3 separate regions of the Zea mays genome follow, and regions 2 and 3 are each linked to region 1. Evidence: chromatin contacts called from public Hi-C data. All regions are on one chromosome and are shown on one strand. The core of a region is the stretch at or near the end of the contact, and the rest is flanking DNA. Distances in the headings are between cores, read along the strand shown.

The links. A called contact is a pair of places that touch in the nucleus more often than the background predicts.
Region 2: a contact with region 1 is called in a Hi-C map of ear, with 2.4 times the contacts expected there. The contact joins the promoter of LOC100273254 here to the promoter of LOC100194058 in region 1. A contact is called at or near these places in 7 of 25 Hi-C or Micro-C datasets (bundle sheath, ear, leaf and 2 more).
Region 3: a contact with region 1 is called in a Hi-C map of tassel, with 1.8 times the contacts expected there. The contact joins the promoter of LOC103648461 here to the promoter of LOC100194058 in region 1. A contact is called at or near these places in 3 of 25 Hi-C or Micro-C datasets (ear, leaf and tassel).

The regions. Positions count from the first base shown.
Region 1 is chr2:20,455,981-20,459,690 of Zm-B73-REFERENCE-NAM-5.0, reverse strand. It overlaps LOC100194058 (pre-mRNA processing ribonucleoprotein binding region-containing protein), which reads left to right and starts at 1,996. Exons shown (of 9, transcript NM_001139115.2): 1 at 1,996-2,069; 2 at 2,403-2,520; 3 at 2,638-2,700; 4 at 2,777-2,914; 5 at 3,239-3,710. The coding sequence starts at 2,518.
Region 2 is chr2:20,626,780-20,630,732 of Zm-B73-REFERENCE-NAM-5.0, reverse strand. It overlaps LOC100273254 (cortical cell-delineating protein), which reads left to right and starts at 1,293. Exons shown (of 1, transcript NM_001147696.1): 1 at 1,293-2,235. The coding sequence starts at 1,458. The coding sequence ends at 1,859.
Region 3 is chr2:20,677,103-20,680,803 of Zm-B73-REFERENCE-NAM-5.0, reverse strand. LOC103648461 (ankyrin repeat-containing protein At5g02620) reads left to right here and starts at 1,470. Exons shown (of 1, transcript XM_035965206.1): 1 at 1,470-2,765. The coding sequence starts at 1,877. The coding sequence ends at 2,221. LOC103647167 reads right to left here and starts at 177. Exons shown (of 1, transcript NM_001371089.1): 1 at 1-177.

The sequences.
Region 1 (3,710 bases), core at 747-3,246:
AATGCAGACAGTCATCTTATGTTGCTATCTCCATATTAATCAAATGATGGAGGCGGTAGTCATAAGACCGTTTTCAGTAGTTCACTTATATAATCAACCAAAATACTTTTTCTGCACTGATTTTGCACCGTTGACTATACTGTTTGCATAGTTGAGTTTGAATATGAGGATGATGATGGGTCAACTGCTGAAGACAGACTAAGGCACCCATTTCTATCAATGTGCTATTAAATGAGACAATCATCTATGTTAACCTTCAATCGATGCGACCACTTAGCTATGGGGGCTATCATTGATTATATTAACGGATGATCAAAGAATAGAACAAATTCGTAGCATCATAGACACTATCTGATCGAAAAGATCAGAGAATAAAGATCTTCAAAGAATGACCATAAATCTTTGAACATAATACGACGAATTTAACACGGCGATGAACATTAATTCTCTATTGAGATGCTGAGGTTCATTAGGATTACACAACCCTGATAATATAGGCTAGATTCATCTTTGTCAAGACGCTTGTCTTAACCATAGACGATACATCGCTAGCTCAACCAATCACCCTTTCAACAGATCTGAAGTGACATTTGGCTTCGAAAGGTGTCTTCCAAATTAGCAACTCTAAACTATGGTCAACTTGAGAAATGCTTTTTATTTTCTAACCCGTTGCTCGGTTCTGATGTCCATTTGACATAGTGCTTGCCTAGCTAGTCAAAGCGAAGGTGGTGCGAACAAACAGGTACACAATAAAAAGCAGCAAACTAAGCCCCTGTTTGTTTCGGCTTTTCGCAGCTTCTGGCTACCAAAAGCTGCTGCGGACTGCCAAACACTTAGCTTTTCAGCCAGTTTCTATAAAATTTGTTAGGGTAAAAACCATTCAAAATCAACCTAAACATATAATCGGTTGAGTTGTCGCAATAGTAGTAATCTGTCACTTTATAGATCCTAAGCCCCATGGACAACTTTATCTTACTCCGCACGTAATCCTAACGATACTCAGATTCTCTACACAGCCAGATTCTCCCCACAGCTAGATTCTCGGAAAAGCTGGTCAGAAAAAAGCTGAACCAAACAGGCCCAAAATACCGCAAAGTTTTAAAGATGTGAACCTTTTCTTTTGCCTGCAAATCATATCTCTTAGGGCTAGTTTGGGAACCTAATTTCCTCAATGGATTTTTATTTTCTAAAGGGAAATTAGTTTATTTTCTCTTGGAAAAATTGAAATCCTTTGAAAAAATGATGTTCTTAAACTAGCCCTTAGACAATTTTTTAACGTGTCAAGCACGGTGATGCTGTCATGGTCTTGGATCTAACAAATAAGGCACGGGAGTGAAAAGTAATTAGAAGGTACACATGACTCAAGGCCCAGACCTCTCCCCACCTATCCTCTATCTCATTTTATAGGGGAGGTGAGAGGGGGTTTATTATTTATTATGGTAGAGTTTGTATTACAAATTATATTCTAGTGTTATAAATGGTCCTTATAGGTCTTTTTTTTTGTCAAAAATAATCTTCAATAAGCTCCTCTTGAGGAGATTACAGGATTATCATAATCTAGGCTTCAAATCATATAATCTCTACATATAATCTAGTTGTTTGTTTGCCACCTAGAATATTCACAATGGATGATATAATCTATCCAGATTATAATCCGAAACAAACAAACCCTTAATCATTATTTACATCCACTTGACTATGTAATTAGATTCTAAACTTATAGATGGAAGTCCCTAACATAAAATACACTAAAACCATCAACACAGAACACAAAACATCCAGCATACATTAAATTATGTGATAATTTGTTAAAAGATGTTAGAAAGAGAAAAAAATAAAAAAGGAAAAAAGGATTGTATAAACTTTTATTTGGTGGCCCATCTAAAAGCCCATTAATTCAGCACAAGCCCAAGTTCCACCAGATCCACACCACACGTTTCTTTACCCTAACCTTTCCACTGCTCCATCTTCCTCGCAGCGCCGGCGATCCATCCTCCGCTCCCTCCCTTACTCGCGCTCGGCACGCAGGCGACGCCGGCGGTGGTCAGGCTCGGGCTCTAAGCGACGGCGTCAGTGTCTTCCCCTCCCACCTCTCGGCAGTCGCCTCGCGCCCTCGCCTCCGGTCCTCCACGCACCAGCCGGCTACTCTGCGTTCGTCTCTCTCTCTCTCTCTCTCCTACCACCTCCGGTGGATCATCAACGTCGCTCGGCTGCGCCGCGCGCGGCCTGTGGACAGCTGGAGCCAGCAGCCGCTGCTCCACCAAGGCGGTCGCGCCGCTTTGGGAGCGCTTGTGCCCCAAAGCGAATCGTTAACCGTCCTATCAGTGCCGGTTTTTGGAACCCTGCTAGCGATGCACCTTATTACAATAGCTGACACCCTCTATCCTGCTGTTACATATTAGGCTGAGCTGATTGTCCCATTCAATAAAGAAAGCGAAGGGCATAGATACCAGAAGCAACACTGAGCCCATCTTGCTTGGAATTCTATCTGCTGTTGGAACAACTTACACCAATATCATGGTGAGTTCATTTCCTCTCCTGCTGAGTATATTATGCCAAGTCAACATTCAGTTTTGTGATTCCAAACTTTCTATTCCATTGGCATTTGTTTTTTAATCATGCGGTGCCACTTTGCAGGCAAACCTTGCTGATTCTTTTCTAGCGGATCTTGATGAACTGTCAGACAATGAAGGCTATCCTGTGAGTTATTTTCTATGTAACTGTACTTTTAACGGGTTCACTAGGATTTTTGCTGACCTGCTGTAAAAATTTTCAGGAAGAAGACAATGCTGAGGCAGCGGGTAGGGATGACGACGAAGATGATGATATGCCTGACCTTGAGTCTCTTAATTATGATGACCTTGATAGTGTCTCAAAGTTGCAAAAGACACAACGCTATAATGATATAATGCAAGTATGTAATGCAACCCAACCCCAATTTCTTGAGCATGCTTAGTATTTTATATAAATTTGGCTTTCATTTATTTATTGCGAAAGTAGAAACTGCATTAATTTGGTTGTAGGGAAAATGAACAATGATCTTAGGTTGAGCAGTGCTTTGCACTAGGGAAAATGAACAATTATCTTAGGTTGTACATTTTTTACATCTTTGGCATATATCTTATCCAAACATCGATGCATGTGTCTTTAAATATCTGTAACTATACTGAATGCTAAACTGGTAGATATGATCCTGTTAGTATCTTTGGCATTAGACCTCTCCATTGTTTGTTTGCAGAAAGTTGAAAATGCACTTCAGAAAGGTACTGATTTCTCTAATCAAGGTTCCATCCTGGAGGAGGATCCAGAGTACCAGCTTATTGTTGACTGCAATGCTTTATCAGTAGATATTGAGAATGAAATAATCATAATCCATAATTTCATACGGGACAAGTATAGGTTGAAGTTTCCTGAACTGGAGTCCCTTGTTCATCACCCAATCGATTATGCCCGTGTTGTCAAGAAGATTGGAAACGAGATGGATTTAACACTAGTAGATCTGGAAGGACTTTTACCTTCTGCAATTATAATGGTTGTCTCAGTGACAGCATCAACAACAAGTGGGAAGCCTCTTTCTGAAGACAATTTGGAAAAAACCACTGAAGCATGTGACAGAGCCCTTACCCTTGATGCGTCAAAGAAGAAAGTGCTTGATTTTGTAGAGAGCAGAATGGGGTACATTGCACCAAACCTTTCTGCAATTGTTGGCA
Region 2 (3,953 bases), core at 44-2,543, 170 kb before region 1:
GGGTCTTGCAATAAGTTTCACTCTTTTGATATTTGCTCTCGCTGAAAGTTAAACTAGTGCCTCCTATTCAAATATTTGCTCTCGCTGAGAGTTAAATCTAGTACCTCTTCTTCTACTAAGGCCCTGTTTAAATGTAGTAGAGCTAATAGTTAGGTGACTAAAAAATTGCTAGCGTAACTAATTGTCCAACTATCAGCTAATTTTAGCCGGGTTGAATCAGCTAATAACTAATGGGTAGTCGAGGGTGTAGCTAACAGTTAGCTGGATTATTAGTTACGAGTGTTTGCATGTCACCTGATAAAAATAGCTAATAGGTAAACTATTAGTTAGGTTGTTTCGATGTTTTCGGCTAATTTTAACAACTAACTATTAGCTTTATTACATCCAAACGGAGTAGTCTCTTAGTTATAAGTTCTTTCGCGACAGTCAACGGGAATGAGAGGCTAGTATTGTGAGCCAGGCTGGGACAACTTTTTTTTTAGCAAAGGCTGAGCACAACTGTACAAGCAAACATAGGAAGGAATGTTCAGTTGTTCACCCGTTGAGCTACTACAACTCCAGTTTGGGAGATAAGGTGGCCCAAGTATTCTGTAGTCGCCTTGCATTAGCGGGCAAGGAACTATACGTACTTCGACTAACCATAACATACAGATTTGGTTAAAGAAAAGGATGGAAGTACCAATTTTTTTTACCTATGGTATTAATTTAAGGCTGTATTTTGTTATCTTTTGATACATTTACAAGGAACATAAAAGACATGTGAAATAAACGGCTATATATATGGACTAAACAATCATACATCTACCGGCCGATCTATACGTGCATACTAGCTCAATAATGTTAGGATCAGTTTGTGTCTGCAGTCTGGCGTGATGAACTGACGATGTTTTGTGCTGACATAAATGCAAAAAAGAACGCATATACTTTCGTCTTCTTTTCTTTCTTCAGATGATATCCTCTATAGATTTGTTGGTTATCATTTGTACGCAAGCGTGATTAGCTTTCATGTTAGAAGGTAGCTAGTGTCCTGTTTTTTTTTAGAATGATATTTTTTAGATAAATTTTAAATCTTGAAAAGCTATTTATTTTGAGATAGAGGGAGTAAAGCTTGCATTGAGTTGTGTGTGTATCTTACCTACACATGAGACATAGTAGCTTTGAGAAGAAAAAAAGCAGGTGACATGATAAATATGATTGGCATTTGGAATTAGTAGACGAGAGATGGAGTTTGTCAGATTTACCTTATTATAAGGGGGCTATGTGGTAGCTAAATGAACAGAAAAGGAGAGCTAGACAAGGTCTCATGTTCCTTCTATTAATACCCATACTTCTCCTCCCCAAACCATCCCATCTCCACTCGCTAGCACTAGCATAGCCGTCTCTTTCTTTTCTGCTTCCAGACATTGTCCACGAGCTGGTGCACTGGTGTCGCTCGCAACCAAATTAAGGACTGAGCCATGGCATCCAAGGGCGTCCTCTTCTTGGCTCTCAACCTCCTGTTCTTCACAGTGGCCAACGCCTGCGGCAGCTGCCCGACCCCAACGCCCCCGGTCGAGCCACCGCCGCCGCCTCCTGCTACCCCACCCCCTTCATCCTCCAGTGGGAAGTGCCCGCTGAACGCGCTCAAGTTCGGCGTGTGCGTCAATGCGCTCGGCCTCGTCAAAGGCGAGGCTGGCAAGGTACCAGCTGAGCCATGCTGCAACCTCATCAAAGGCCTTGCAGACTTCGAGGCCGCCGTCTGCCTCTGCACGGCCATCAAGGGCAACGTCCTCGGCGTCGTCTTCGATGTCCCTATCAAGTTCAATGCCCTCGTCAACTACTGTGGCAAGTGCGTGCCCAAGGGCTACATGTGTGCGTAAGCTCCGCGCGGTTACACGCTCGTAGCCGTTCGCGTGCGTAATTAAGCATGCACCTGCATGGCACACATGTATTGTGCGCCTGCTGATCTCTCCTGTCTCATTTGTGCACCTTAGGTTCTACAGTCCTAGAACCATATTCCAGGCAAATTCTTGTCAGTTCACATGTATTGTCTCTTGTTGAATTTCTATTTTTTTGTTTTATTTTGTATTTGAACATTTGTTTATAAGAGTTTGCCATCTTCTTCTCCAAGAAAAAGAGGAGTGCTGCTTCTAGTTTTTATATCTACGAGTCATGCATGTAATCTGTTGAGAGTCATGTGTTTGTGTATGTAAAACCAAGCACTTGAATTTAATATATACTTATTCGATTTGTGCTAAGGGTTCCTGTCTTTTGGAGGAAGGATCAAGGCATTTGGTTAATCATCTCTCGCGATCTACTTTTATTCGGATTATAGTAGCTCAATTACAAATTTTCCTCTTTTTCCAAACGAGAAGTATTTGGAGTGACTAAACGCACTTAGGTCCGTATTTAGGGATGACAATTCTGCCTGCGGGTACGGATATCCACGGGTTTCGTACCCGATGGGCATGGATACGGGTAAGAAATCTCGCCCACGAGTAAGGATACGGGCAACACTTCTCACCCGCGGGTAATTGACGGATATAAAATTTCGCCCGCGGTATTACCTGTTACCCGCTTAATTTACTAGCCCATCAAAATATCCCCATGCCACTGGCCCACAGGCCACAGCCCAGTCGATCATGTTTGTGGACTTATGTTTGAGACTTATGTTTGTGGATGATCGATCAGGTTTGTGGACTTTGAAGTTTGAACTATGTTCCTTGCCATTATATTATGTCTGTCAAGTTGTTGATGTTTTTGGTGAAATGAACATGACACATATTCGTATGGTATTTTTTGGCGGGTAACGGGTTGCCCGATATCCGCGGATATCCTGCGGGTACGGGTACGGGTCAAAAATTTTACCCGCAAGCTCTCGCGGGCACGGATAAGCACTAGAGGCGCAGATATGTTGGCGGACGGGTAAATGGCTTACCCGCACTTTACCCGACCCGCTGTCATCCCTATCCGTATTCAGACAAACACAACACAACCCTAGCATTCAAAACCCTCCCCTTCTAGCTCTCTGTTTTGCATTCCCTAGTAGTAACCTTACTTAGGTCTGCTCACTGTCGGAATCCAGCTCTTTACTTAGTGCCAATTGATAGCAGTATCTGATTAGGCTGATACCGGGTTACCAGGCAGTCCAAGCCGGGATAGGGTAGCTTTGCACTGCACCTTTGCACTAGCAAAAGCTGCTGGCACGTGATGGGAAACAGCAGCAGCGTGCGCGCTGCATTTCGGCCCGTTGGTTCCTGGGCGCTAGCTCGAGGGTGGGAGCGTGGAAGAAGATGAAGAGGCTCGCCCGGTCCTGATTTTATCTTGGCCCAGCGAAGCGTAGCATTCTGGCCCAGCAGAGAACGTGGGTTTAGGGTCGCGAGAAGCCCATGTCCAGGCGGTTAATACCTGTCGTTGAACCCGGACTCGCACAGTCGCACGTTGCGGCAGCAGATCAAGCAGGATCCTCAAACGAAGCCGGCGGCCGCGGCACGAGAGCGTGAGTGGGCAACGACGCCGCCGGGCACGGTAGATCCGATCCGATCGACCGGCCGTGTCCCCCGGCTTTCTTCGGCGCGCGCGCCCCTAGTTCTCCACTCCTCCCCACGTTGCCCAGATACGTACGACGTCTTCATTCCCTCCCACACCAAAAGGGAGACGCAACTAAAACAGCCGACTTGCTGTCCAGAATTTGGTGCTGTAGACTTGGTGGAGCCGTCAGTGAATGACTCTGTCACCACAGGACCTGAGTGCCAATTCTTCAGACAATCAACGGGCCGATTGCTTTCCAGGACCTCATCTGGTTGGCACCGGTGTCCGTAGTTTCTGGAGTGATCCTGCATTTGCATTCCATGTCAAATCACTGCAAGGGATGGGCGAGTTGATTGTTGGTGAGATTAGGGTAGAGGGGGGACACCATCGGGAGGATTCAGAAGACTGTCAGGTGTCCTCGATAGTTTTCGCACATGGATCGT
Region 3 (3,701 bases), core at 221-2,720, 220 kb before region 1:
CGCGTTTTCGACGTTGCAGTTTCGCGCAAGTGCCACGAACGGAGCGGTGTCGCAACGCAACGCAACGTCGAGTGCCCGTGCAGTATAGTAGCTAGCGCGGCGGTTTCCTTGGCTTTTGAACACCCGCAGTCCCGCACCCCCCACCCCGTGAGTGAGGAGAGGTTTTGAGGAGTTGCGACTTGCGACGCCTCGCTGAAGTGCATGCATGGGTGCGCGCGCGCTCCTAGGGTTAACTGCACGGGTGCGCGCGTTGGGTTTGATATACTATATCTTCATCCCATTTGATCGCTTTCGCTTGCTGCCATGTGATGAAGGGGGTGTCACTGTGTCAGGGCACGGTTGCAGATGCGAAGTAACTGCAACTCTAGCGCCGGATCCACTGTGAATATTTCCAGGCACGATGCATCATTTTTTTTCTCTTTTCTCTTGGTTTGAGGCCATTCTTGTTTTCTTGTTTCCCAGAATCTAAATGCAATGAAACATGAATGATCACTTTCAATGTACAGTTTTATTCTTTCGTTTTGCAGCAATCTAATTATACGAATCTTCTAAGTAAAACCGAGTGAAGAAACTCACATCCTTTGTTTTCTTCTCAAGAATGTTTCCATCATAAAAATAAATTATTATTATTATACAATAACAGGCCCGTATATGGCCCAGTGCAACTGGGCCGACGGAACCAGGCCACCAATATCAGTAGGTCTCCAATTATGAAATCTCCATATACACGTGGTCCATATATGCTGGTCCAGGATATACTTGGCCTCCAAATTTGTGCATTACGATTGGAATTCTAGGCTTTGTTTCTTCCTTCCGTAGTTCCGCCAATCTCGCTAGCTGAAACGACGCCGATCTGGGAGTGCGCCGCCACCACAAACGCTCCATCGCCAGTCATCACGCCATCGATGCCGAGCTACTATGGGGCCGTGATCTCGCCGTTGCCGACGCTTTGACCTTTGCCGCACCTGGACGTTGCAAGGTCGACGCAACAAGCCAATCGAGACTGCAGGTATGTGATCAGGAAACACTCCATTGTTTTTTCCTTTGCTTGCAAATTGCAATCGATAGGCAAATGATTTACTTATAAAACTAAAGTTTATGTTAGTTAATTCTCCAATCTCCATCTATGATTTATCATCGATAGGTTGTTAATTAATTTCATTTTTCTATTTTGTAATTCATGAAACAGGAATTCGTATTATTTATCATGTCTAGTAGAAATAGAATACATGAATCTGGTAATGAAAAGCGCAAGAAGAAACAAAGGCTTTTACTGTTTAACATGAATGCTCATGATAGTTATGATATCTAAATACATATGGTTAATTGCAATATTATATAAATATAGGCCTCCACTTTGTGTTTTGCACCAGGCCAAAATAAACTCAGGTACGGGCCTGTACAATCTATACTACTCTATTAAGAGTCTAGTGTCAGCGTCCACACCCTGCCCCCGCCCCCACCCCGCCCGTCCTCATCCCGCGCGCTCCGCTCGACTACCAAAATCCCACCGCCCACCTCTGCAATGGCCGCCTCCCGCGCCCCACCCCAACGTGCGGTGTCATCCTCCCTCCCCCCACCCCACCCCGCTCCGTCATCCTCCCTCGGTTTCCCTCCTATCTGCCCTCCGAATCCCGCTCGTGAACCCTAGACACCCTCCGTCGAGATCTCCAAATCCCACTCTCGAACCCCGTGCCCCCGCCCTCGTCCGCCCCACATCGTGCGATGCCCCCGCCGCGAGAGCTCCCCTAGATGGCATGGAGCGTGTCGCCCACGCACTTGCCCTGACCCTGATTGCACACTACCGCCGCTGGATGTCCACGCGCTGGCCCTCTTCATCTCGCTCGCGGTGGTCGTGGTGCAGACCTCGCTGATCATGGTGGAGCGGAGGGCGAAGAAGCGGATGGTGTTCGTGATGAACAAGCTCATGTGGCTGGTGTGCCTCTTCATCTCGGTGGCCTTCATCGCGCTGACCTACGTGGTGGTGGGGCACGACGACTGGTGGCTGGCCTGGTGCACCATGGGCATCGGCGCCGCGATCATGCTCACCACCCTCGGCTCCATGTGCTACTGCATCGTCGCGCACAGGTTGGAGGAGAAGAACACCAGGAAGATCAGGAGGGCCTCCGCGAGCCAGTCCCGCGGCTCGTGGTCCCGATCAGTCGACTCGGACAAGGAGATACTTAACAGCGAGTACAAGACGAAGATGTACGCGCTGTAGGATGGATAGCAAGTGTAACATGACGGATTCTTTTGTACATACCAGTGCTTTTGTTTCGCCACAGGCTGCTCCATGGCATTCGGCTCGGGATGCAGAGGCTGCGGCACCACATCAGTCTTCTTCAACCAAAGGACTGAAGGCCCTTCCTGCGGAACCAAGTTCAGGTCACTTGACCGGTGTGCCTGTTCCTGGGGAGTGAGAGTCTGCTCAACTGTGTGGTTCTTAGCGCCTGAAACCATCAATGGTGATGGAGATAATTCAGCTAGAAATTTAGAATAGAATAAAGTGTCCGGTACAAAATGCATTGTGTCGTGCAGTAGATATGATGATCTTGTACACGAGGATCTCATCGGAGAGAGTGATTTGTTGAATTCTTGTGGGCAGTTTTTTCCCTTGGGAGTTGGGACTTGGGCTTGTGGTCTGTGACGCAGGGAATATATGTGTTGACAAGATGAAAACTGTCACTGATCGGCCATTTCCGAGACTAAATTTGTGTAACTTGTCGACCACCGGAGTGAAATGTGTATCTGCGAATAACGATATAGAGTATGTGTTTGTTAGCGTGTGTTGGTGACCTGCTTTGATTCTTAAATGAGACTAAAATAGGGAAACACATTTAAAGATGACAGACCTTTATTTCTTCAATCTATTTAAGATAGATTGAAGGAGGAATGATACCTTAATTAATAACCTTTGAGACATAATATACAAATGTTCAAGGAAAATCTTAAATGTTATGCTCCCTTTATTATTCTTTCTCGATTAAGGTAAGAGAGTCGCAACTTTGGAGACTAGCAACCAGGTTTCCTTTAGAAGGAAAAGTGTCCCTGTATATTACAGTGTACCTCTATTTATATGACGAGGTAGAGTACAACTTCGTATAAAATTATAAACATACTCTCAGTTCATAAACATACATCTATACTATTCTATTAAGACAGTAGTGTCAGCGTCCACACTCAATGCCCCCACCCCCGCGACCACGTCGGCCCGTCCCTAAACTAGCGCGCCCTCGCCCCCATCCGCGTCAAGCGTCACCCGCCACACCCGCCCATCCCAGCGCGATTCTCGCGTCGCAACGCCACACCCGCCCATCCCGGCGCGACCGCGTTATCGCCCTCGACCCTCGCAACATCGCCCTGCTCATCTTCAAGGCCCTCGCCCTTGACCTACAGGGCCACCACCTCCCTGTGATGCGCGTCCTCGCGCCGCCGCGCGCCCAAAGCTCGACCGCGTCGTCTTCGTCAAGCTGGACGTCGGCCACACGCCACCCGTCGTAGCTCCACCTCGCATCTCCGGCATGCTGCACGTCCCACGCAGGCAGTCCGATGAGGCGCGGCGCCTACAAGCAGTGTGTCGACTTCAGCCCCTCGCGCCGCCACCGCGAGGATGGCCTCCTCGCCCTCTGCTGCCTTGACCGCGACGTTGGGCTCTTCAAGCGCCGTCATGACGAGCCTGCTCCTGCCGTCGCTGTCTCCGA